2 separate regions of the Macaca mulatta genome follow, and region 1 is linked to region 2. The links are chromatin contacts, called in public Hi-C maps. All regions are on one chromosome and are shown on one strand. Each heading gives the region's core, a stretch centred on a gene start, on an enhancer-like site or on the middle of the called end of the contact. The rest is flanking DNA. Distances are from core to core; before and after follow the strand shown.

Region 1 (3,732 bases), core at 71-2,570, 63 kb before region 2:
GCACTAGTTATCCAGTTTAGCTCAAATTTGCATACTTGTTGATTTTAAGCTTAACACGATGGTGAGTCACTGTTTCCTGCCATGCATACTAGTGTCACACTGCCCTGTCCCCAGCCTCTGCAGTTCACATGTGCACACTCCCCCTGCTGTGAAGGGCTTTAACCAGGAGAAGGAACCAATCCATTCTGACTGTTGGAGAGACTTTTGAAGCAGAGTGGGGGAGTACAGTGAGGGGTGGGGTGGAGGGAGGAGACTGCAGATCAGCTGGGGAGCTGGGCAGTAGTCCAGGAGTGGGAATAAATGAGTTGGTAGTAACAAAGGACAGCAAGAAGTAAACTAATCCAAAGGCTCTTTGGGAGTTAGAACTGGCAGCCTTAGTATGTGAACAGAAGAAATTAGAATGGATTCAAGGGTAGGGGAAGGAACTTAAGTTGTACTAGATGCTATTTTCCCGTTTGCCTGGTAGCTAGTAAGTAGCAGAGTCAGAATTTGAGTTCATGTTTGATCATAAAGCCTATATGCTGAACCACATCCCCTTTTAGGTTTCTAGCCTGAGGAACACAAGTGTCTTGTCAGGCCCTGACATGATCACCATCCCATGCCCAACCCAGCCCTGTGTCCCTCCACTGCATCCCACATCCTGTCCTCAGTCCCAAAAGGCACCGTATTGAGGAGAGTTGGGATCCGACACAGCCTGCACCAGCTCCGAGAGTCTTTCCAGGTTCTGCTGTCTCAAGGCAAAGGTGAGACTCAGCTCTTCCTCAGGGTCCGCACGGCCCAAGGACACCCAGCCTGGGGGCAGCCTGTAGGGTCAGGGGTCAGGGACATGGCTTTGGTTAGGGTAGAGATGAAAAATATTGGTCATGGAAGGTTCCAGATTAGGAGCTGAGACCTTGGGTAGGATCCTAGGAGCAGATACAGATCACATGAGGTGAATGACAGGGGACTGAGCCTAGGAACCTAGAGATGAAACTATGGAGTGTGTACTAGGAGCTGGCATGGGGGTGAGAGAAGCTAGGACCAGGACAGTGAGAGGCAGAACAGGGTATGGGGAACGGGGTGGTCTGTGCTAAGTCAACTCACGTTCTCCGCTGGTCGGGCTCCGGGCTGTAACTGCATTTGCCAGAGAGGATGAGGGCAAAGAGCCCTAGGAGGCTGTAAGGGCAGCAGGTGGGTTTCAGTGGGAGCTACATTGTCCTTGTGTTCCCACCCTCCCAATGTATGCTCCCCCCAACGTGATCCCTTTCTCCCCAGCCCTCTCAATTTCTCACCAGGCTTGGAGTCCCATTCTGCCCTTCCGCAGATCTGCTGTCATGTGACAGATCACATGAACCCTATAGTCCACCACCAACCCTCTGCCTAGTAACTAGTGACGGTGCTGGCTCCTCCCTTGCGTGGGTGGTCCTGAATGCTAGGCAAGGGTGGTGCCGCCACTCGGATTCTCCCCTCTGGCCAGTCAAGCGCTGAGTAAGCCCAGTGCTCCCCACCTGCAGCCTGAGCTTGGTCCCCTGGGAGTCACCACAAGTGAGTAGGCTCTAGAGACCCACAGACCGGGGTTCTTCCTAGCTATATGATATCAGCAAAATAACCTCTCAGAGCCTAGGTTTCTGCATTTACAATATGGAGACTTACATAAAAGTGATCTGCCTTGAAAATATTGCAGTGAAAAAATTTTTTCCTCCTTTATCCTCTATGTCTCCATATTATCAATTTTGTGTTCATTTTAGGACTACATTTATGAACAGAGTAGAGCTTTTGCAAGATCAGGATCCTTTTATTCAAATCCGTTTCCAGTTTTAAGTAGCTTCCCAGGAGATCTAAAATCAGCTGGGGTCCTGTTTATTACGGGTCCCAAGGTTTTCAAGGAAATCAACTTTGTTCCAAGAGCCACGGAGGAATCTTGCATCTTGTTTAGTGGGCTCAGGTGACTAAAATGGAAACAGACCTTTGCTTCTTTCTAATGGTAACTCAAAGCCCACAAGGTCTGAGTTTACTGCTTCGAATTGGGGTCATTACAAGAAGATTTTCAATGAGAGTTAAAACCCTGAGGATTCAGTTCCCTTCCAGTCTTCTTAAGTATTTTTTTCCCCAAAAAATCCATATGGAAGATGGTGTCAGCAGTGTCATTTTAACTTCTAAAACCATTAATCCTATACTCATGTAAAATCCCTTGTTCTGACCTCAATACTTTTTAGATAGATCCCTCTACTCTTGCTGTTTTCCTACAGGCCACTGACATCCATAACCTATAGATCATATTCCCACGCTGAAGATTACGGCACTTCACTTTTCTCTCCATCCCAATTCCTGCGATCATTTGACCTAGATGATCAAATTATCTAGGTAAAAGACCCATTCAACACCCTAACCTTCCATTTCTTCATCTCATTAAACCCAAGGAGCATTACCTTCACTTCACTGAAGCAAACCAGTCCCATGGCTACACTTGGGCTTGCTATCTCTCAAAACTGCTCTACCTTTGAAATTATAATTATAGAATCCTTTCTTAGACTATAACCTTCTGTTTTTTCAAGCTATTGTTTTTCCTTACTCCTATTAATCTGACTTCCTCCTGTCCATTGATCCCTCCAGTTTCCCACTAAGCTTGGATCCTAGAGCTGTATTTACTAGCATCATGCTCAGAAACATTTCTCTTTGACCACTTTATTTTTTTTTTCTAATTTCCTCAGTCCCATGAACTTCTCAAATATTGGCCAATCGCCTTTCCCTCACAGCCTGGCTCCCCCAAAGAATGGTCTACACCAGTGGTTCCCAAATCCCTTTGTATGACTGTGAAAATTTACACTGAGATGAAGCAAGACAGCCACCTGCAGAAAGCCTGACATGACAAAGGCTCAACAAATTGAGCTATTATTACAATGTGGATATTTAGTGGCCCCAAGAAAAACAAATAAACCCCTTGACTGCTCTTGTACCCACCCCGACTTATTTTAAAAAAAGAATTTCGGGCCTAGAGCTGGTCATCCCCAAGATCCCCTTTCACACCCAACTGATCCCTCTCAAGGCCCTGCTGGCCTCTTGCCCATATTAGAAGGAAAAGATTAGCTGCAGAGAGATGTGATCATCAGCCTCAGGCTAGGCTCCTGAGCTCCCAGTGCCATCCCCACCCCACCACCCCTCTGTGCCTCCTGAGGTATCCACAATACTCTGCCAGGTGTCTTCCAGTCATCCCTATAGAACAAAGCTGGAGACTGGATACAAATTGCAGTTTATTAAGGCTCCAGAGTGAGAATTGGCACTTGGTTCTGGGCAGGGGCAGGGGCAGGGGCGTCAGTGGAACCCAAAGGAGCTGGGTCCAAACATGTTGGAGGGACCTCCTCCATCCCCCTACCCCCAATAAATAAAGTCTCAGCTCCATCTCAGGGTGCTGGTGCAGGGCAGGGAGCCCTCACTGAGAACCCAGGGCTGCTACCTCCTTCATATTTCTCCCCACATTGGATCTGGTCACAGGTCAGTGACCAACAGGACTTCTATGGTCCTAGTGCTCTGAGGGGGCTGGGGAGTTCAGGGTGGAGAGCTGGGGCCTGGTGGTGGCCTCCCCGTAGCCAGTCATAGTACGAGGCTGCCCAGGGCAGGCTCAGAGTGGGACCTGCATTGGGGACACTATGCGCATCCCAGGTCGGGGCCCAGCCTGGGCCACAGCTAGATGTGCAGCTCCGTGTCATCAGGTGGCTCCAGGCCAGACTCTGTGCTGAGTGCTGAGGCTGAGGG
Region 2 (4,374 bases), core at 514-3,013:
GATTGTCACTCCCCTACCCCTGTCAGGAAGTAATCTTCTCTAAGAAATCCCAAGCACTCAGTCTCTAGGAGACCAGATGTCAAAACAAAACCACCTCTGGCAACATTTGGAATTACAGGATGCATTCCCATGTAAACTGGCATTAAGAAAAACAGAACTGCACTAACCAAAAATAACCCAAATTTAAGGACCAGAAGCATAAGCCAGGAATTTACTATCCCAGGTAGACTGAGCATTTGGGTAATTCTCATTCTCCAGAAATCCCACAGGAGGGAAAAAAGAAATGAACTTATATATATTCATATAAAGACTTTTATCTATTGTGCAAAGAGAGGGTCATCTGGCTCCCAGAAGGTTCTCAATCCCATTAAGACTGTCCATTTTACATCTCTAGCTCCAGTTCTTCTCAGAGAGTAAAAGCGCTCCAAAGGCCTGTGATCATGGGCACTGATTAAGGGCTGCAGACTCTTCAGATCCAGTTAAATCCTTGGTGTTTGAGCTGTGTGGGAGCTGTGGTTGCTTGCTTCCTGGCTCTGGCTGAGGTCCTGCCGCAAACCCTGCAGCAGCTGGTTTAGGAGTGTAAGGTGGCTGTCTCTGCGAGGCAGAGGCAGGGGTGGGAGGCAGTTCCCTTTATACTCGATCACTGCCATTTTGGCCCGATCCAAACTCCGATTTGGGATCTGCAGCATTCTTGTGTAGCCCCCATTTTGATCTTTGTATCGAGGGGCCAGAACTTGAAACAGCTTTGGGATCAAGTCTTTCTCCTAGAGGGAGAATTATCCAAGAGACAGAAGAGTCAGGGAAAACTGCAGAGGCATTTAACTTTAGGCCACTCCCAAAGATAAGGTCCATCCACACATAGAAAGACCTCCCCCGCCCCTCACCAATCTGGTAGAGTCAATGTTACACAAAGGAGTCGTTTATAGGCAGTTGTGCAGAGGTATATTGACATCGACTTCAACTAACTTAAGACACAGTTTCTAATTTAGTTAACAACATTGGCCCATAAGTGAGTACCCAAGCTTAATTCTGCACAGTTCTCCTTCTTCCAACCCCTACCCCTAGGGAGTAAAGGGTGGGATTCTGAAGGCCGATAGGACGCACTCACTGTGAGCCAGAAGTCAGCCATGCGCATGGCTCGTTCGTTGGTGTCTCCCAGCTTCCCATAGTCGATGAGCTGTGAGGACATAACATCACGGATCCAACCGAGCAAGAAAACAAGGTGCCAATCTAATTTCTCTAATACCGGACCGCAATGCATTCTTTCCACTAGCAAACCATCTCCAATCTACGCCATCTCTTAACTCCGCAGCCCTAACCAGTCTTCCATTAGAGGCGATGGAGGGGCGGGTTCAGCTGAGGGTCCTAGAAGACTCAGACTTGGGGAATGGTTTACCAGGTTGGTCCCAGTCCCTTTCCACTTGCAGCCGGCCCCGCCCCCTCAGACTAGACCCGCAGAGTGGACAAGAGGGCCCCGCTCCTCACCTTCTCCGCGTAGCCCCTCATCTCGTCCACACGCGCCCATGGTGCCTCGATGCGTTCGTGCCGCACCAGCCCTGTGAGCAAGTTCCGCAACAGATGGATGCGGGACTCGGGACCGAGGCCCAGACGGCGAAATACGCGGCCATGGGAGATGGCTGCAGCGACCGACAGCCGCATGTTTCCAGCTTCTGCCCGCCCCTTGGAGGCCGGAACTGGAAACTGGAAGGTAGACCGGGTGGCGGCAATTTCAGGGGACGCATGCGCCTTAGCTCCGAGCGTGGCGAACGTGTTTGCGCATGCGCATCAGAGCCTGCCTCGTTGGCAATCTCGGGAAGGGCGGAGAAATGGTGTTGAGCTTTTCTAGAGGCGGCGAGCTGGGCGGGCTTCAGGCATCCAGAGCGCTCTGTGGCGGCCGGAGAAGCAGGCGCCCCCTAGTGTGGGATAAGCGGGCCATCGGGGTTTTTTTTTTTTTGGCTGCGTCAGCCAGTGGCTTTTAGGGCGATGGGACGCTCCGCCGCGGAGCCTCCTGGGAAAGAGAGCGTCTGAGGAGAAAGGCACCCGGAGGGGTCGGAGCCCTGCGGGCTGACGGCCCTACGGGGTCCAGCAGTGAACAGCTAGCCTTGTTGACACCTGTACGCATCGTTTTTAACAGTGATTTTCAGTAGTAATAGTAAAACGGATAATAACGATGACCGGAAAAGAAACGCAGATAGTGAAATTTTTCTTTTGTTGAAGTAATCATTCCAGTTAAAAAATTTACAGCGCTAAAGGGAAAAGTAGTGGATTGTTTTTAATTACACCAGTGTGTTTTTTTAAGGGGAAAAAACATACCTACACATTTGTGTGTTAATGAACAGTAATATTGTAGTTTGTTTTTGAGCCTTAACATCTGCAAATTGGCAATAACTGTCAAAATTATTCCTTGTTATGGGTTGAATTGTGTCTTCCCTCGTGATTCTTCCCGTCCCCAAAAAGCTGTGTTAAGTCCTAACCTGCAGTAACTCAGAATGTGACCTTATGTGGAAATAGGGTCATTGTAGATGTAATTTGTTAAGATGAAGCCATACGGGTATAGGTGGGCACCTAATCCAAAATGCCTAGTGGCCAGATAGATAGATAGATAGATACATATATACGTACATACATATATACAGGTCGGGCACGGTGGCTCACGCCTGTAATTCCAGCACTTTGGGAGGCCGAGGCGGGCGGATCACCTGAGGTCAGGAATTCGAGACCAGCCTGGCCAACATGCTGGCCAACAGCCTGGCCAACACGTCTCTACTAAAAACACAAAAATTAGCCGGGTGTGGTGGCTCATGCCTGTAATTCCAGCTACACGGGAGGCTGAGGCAGGAGAATAGCTTGAACCCAGGAGGCGAGGTTGCAGTGGGCTGAGATGAGGCCACTGCACTCTAGCCTGGGCGACAGAGTCAGACTCCATCTCAAAAAAGAAAAAAAAAAAAAAAAAAAAAAAAAGCGTATGAAGAGAGACAGATGGACACTCAGGGTAATGCTGACCAGGTAAAGACAGAGACATATAGGGAGAAAGCCATGTGACCTTGAAAGCAGAGATTATGGAGTTCAGCAGTTGCAAATCAGTGAATGAACTCCAAAGATTGATTGCTGGAGCACACCTGAAGCCAAGGGAAAGGTATAAAACGTATTCTTTTTCAGATCCGTCAGAGAGCATGACCCTGCTGCTAACACATTGCTTTCTTACTTCTAGCCTCCAGAGCCACAAAACAATAAATTTCTGCTGTTTTAAGTTCCACAGTTTGTGATAGTTTGTTACAGCAGTCTTAGGAAATGAATTCACTCCTCTTTACGTGTACATATGCAGTAGACGTATAGATTTGTCACTCTGTCAGCTTCTAGGTGACCAAAGAACATCTCTTTGCTAATTTTAATTTTGAAAAGCTTCTTTAATATGAAGGAACAAATAGGCAAAGAGGAAAAGTCATGAACATATAAATACATTGACAGAGATTTATACAAATCACACTTCACAAAGAAATTTACAATAAATTACAGAAATTACAATTACCATTCATATTTTGTTTCTTTGGGAACAATTCTTGTAGTTTACAATTGTCTTTGCAGTTGAAAAATTTCACTAAGATATTTTCACCAGAATTTTTTTTTTGAGACGCAGTTTCGTTCTTGTTGCCCAGGCTGGAGTGCAATGGCGTGGTCTTGGCTCACTGCAACCTCCACCTCCTGGGTTCAAGCGATTCTCATGCCTCAGCCTGGCAAGAAACTGGGATTACAGGCACCCGCCACCACGCCTGGCTAATTTTTTTGTATTTTTAGTAGAGACAGGGTTTTGCCATGTTGGCCAGGCTGGTCTTGAACTCCTGACCTTAGGTGATCTGCCTGCCTCAGCCTCCCAAAGAGCTGGGATTACAGGTGTGAGCCACCATGCCCGGCCCACCAGCAAATTTATCACAAATTTCTGTTGGTAAAAACTTGTGAAGAGTCTCTTCCTCAGCAAAAAAGTAGATAAAATGAAACATTGATCCATTGTTTTAGAAGATGCTTACACTTGGTAAAAACAATTGTAGCATCAAACATTGTCCTTTTTGACTTTTTCTGGCAATACAAGACCATCGTCTCTTGTCTCTTCTGGTAGTCTTCAAAATTTGATTCTTTTTTTAGATGTCAATTTCCTTACATTTTGTTTTTGCAGCATCACTACTGGCTTTCTCTGCAATTTCTGTGGGCTGATATTAACGAAACAATTCTTTTTTTTAACAGTCCAAGGGTCTTTTATTATTATTATTATTTGCACCTATTATGTCGTGAATTCATAGGGAATAGGTTCCAGTAGCTCTGGCTCCTCTCCATTGGTTCTCACAAAGTGTGCTTCTCTTGGTGCAGCAGTCTGGCTGT

What was found. Hi-C and Micro-C count contacts between places; a contact is called where the count stands out from the background.
Region 1: a Hi-C map of cortical neurons shows a contact between it and region 2, with 3 times the contacts expected there. The contact joins the promoter of TPP1 here to the promoter of MRPL17 in region 2. A contact is called at or near these places in 4 of 14 Hi-C or Micro-C datasets (CD4 T cells, blood, cortical neurons and 1 more).

What each region holds. Positions count from the first base shown.
Region 1 is chr14:59,162,510-59,166,241 of T2T-MMU8v2.0, reverse strand. It overlaps TPP1 (tripeptidyl peptidase 1), which reads right to left and starts at 1,320. Exons shown (of 13, transcript XM_001108748.5): 1 at 1,272-1,320; 2 at 1,084-1,155; 3 at 664-803. The coding sequence starts at 1,315. DCHS1 (dachsous cadherin-related 1) reads right to left here. Exons shown (of 22, transcript XM_077963587.1): 22 at 3,214-3,732. The coding sequence ends at 3,664.
Region 2 is chr14:59,099,409-59,103,782 of T2T-MMU8v2.0, reverse strand. It overlaps MRPL17 (mitochondrial ribosomal protein L17), which reads right to left and starts at 1,763. Exons shown (of 3, transcript NM_001193734.2): 1 at 1,486-1,763; 2 at 1,109-1,177; 3 at 1-764. The coding sequence starts at 1,659. The coding sequence ends at 480.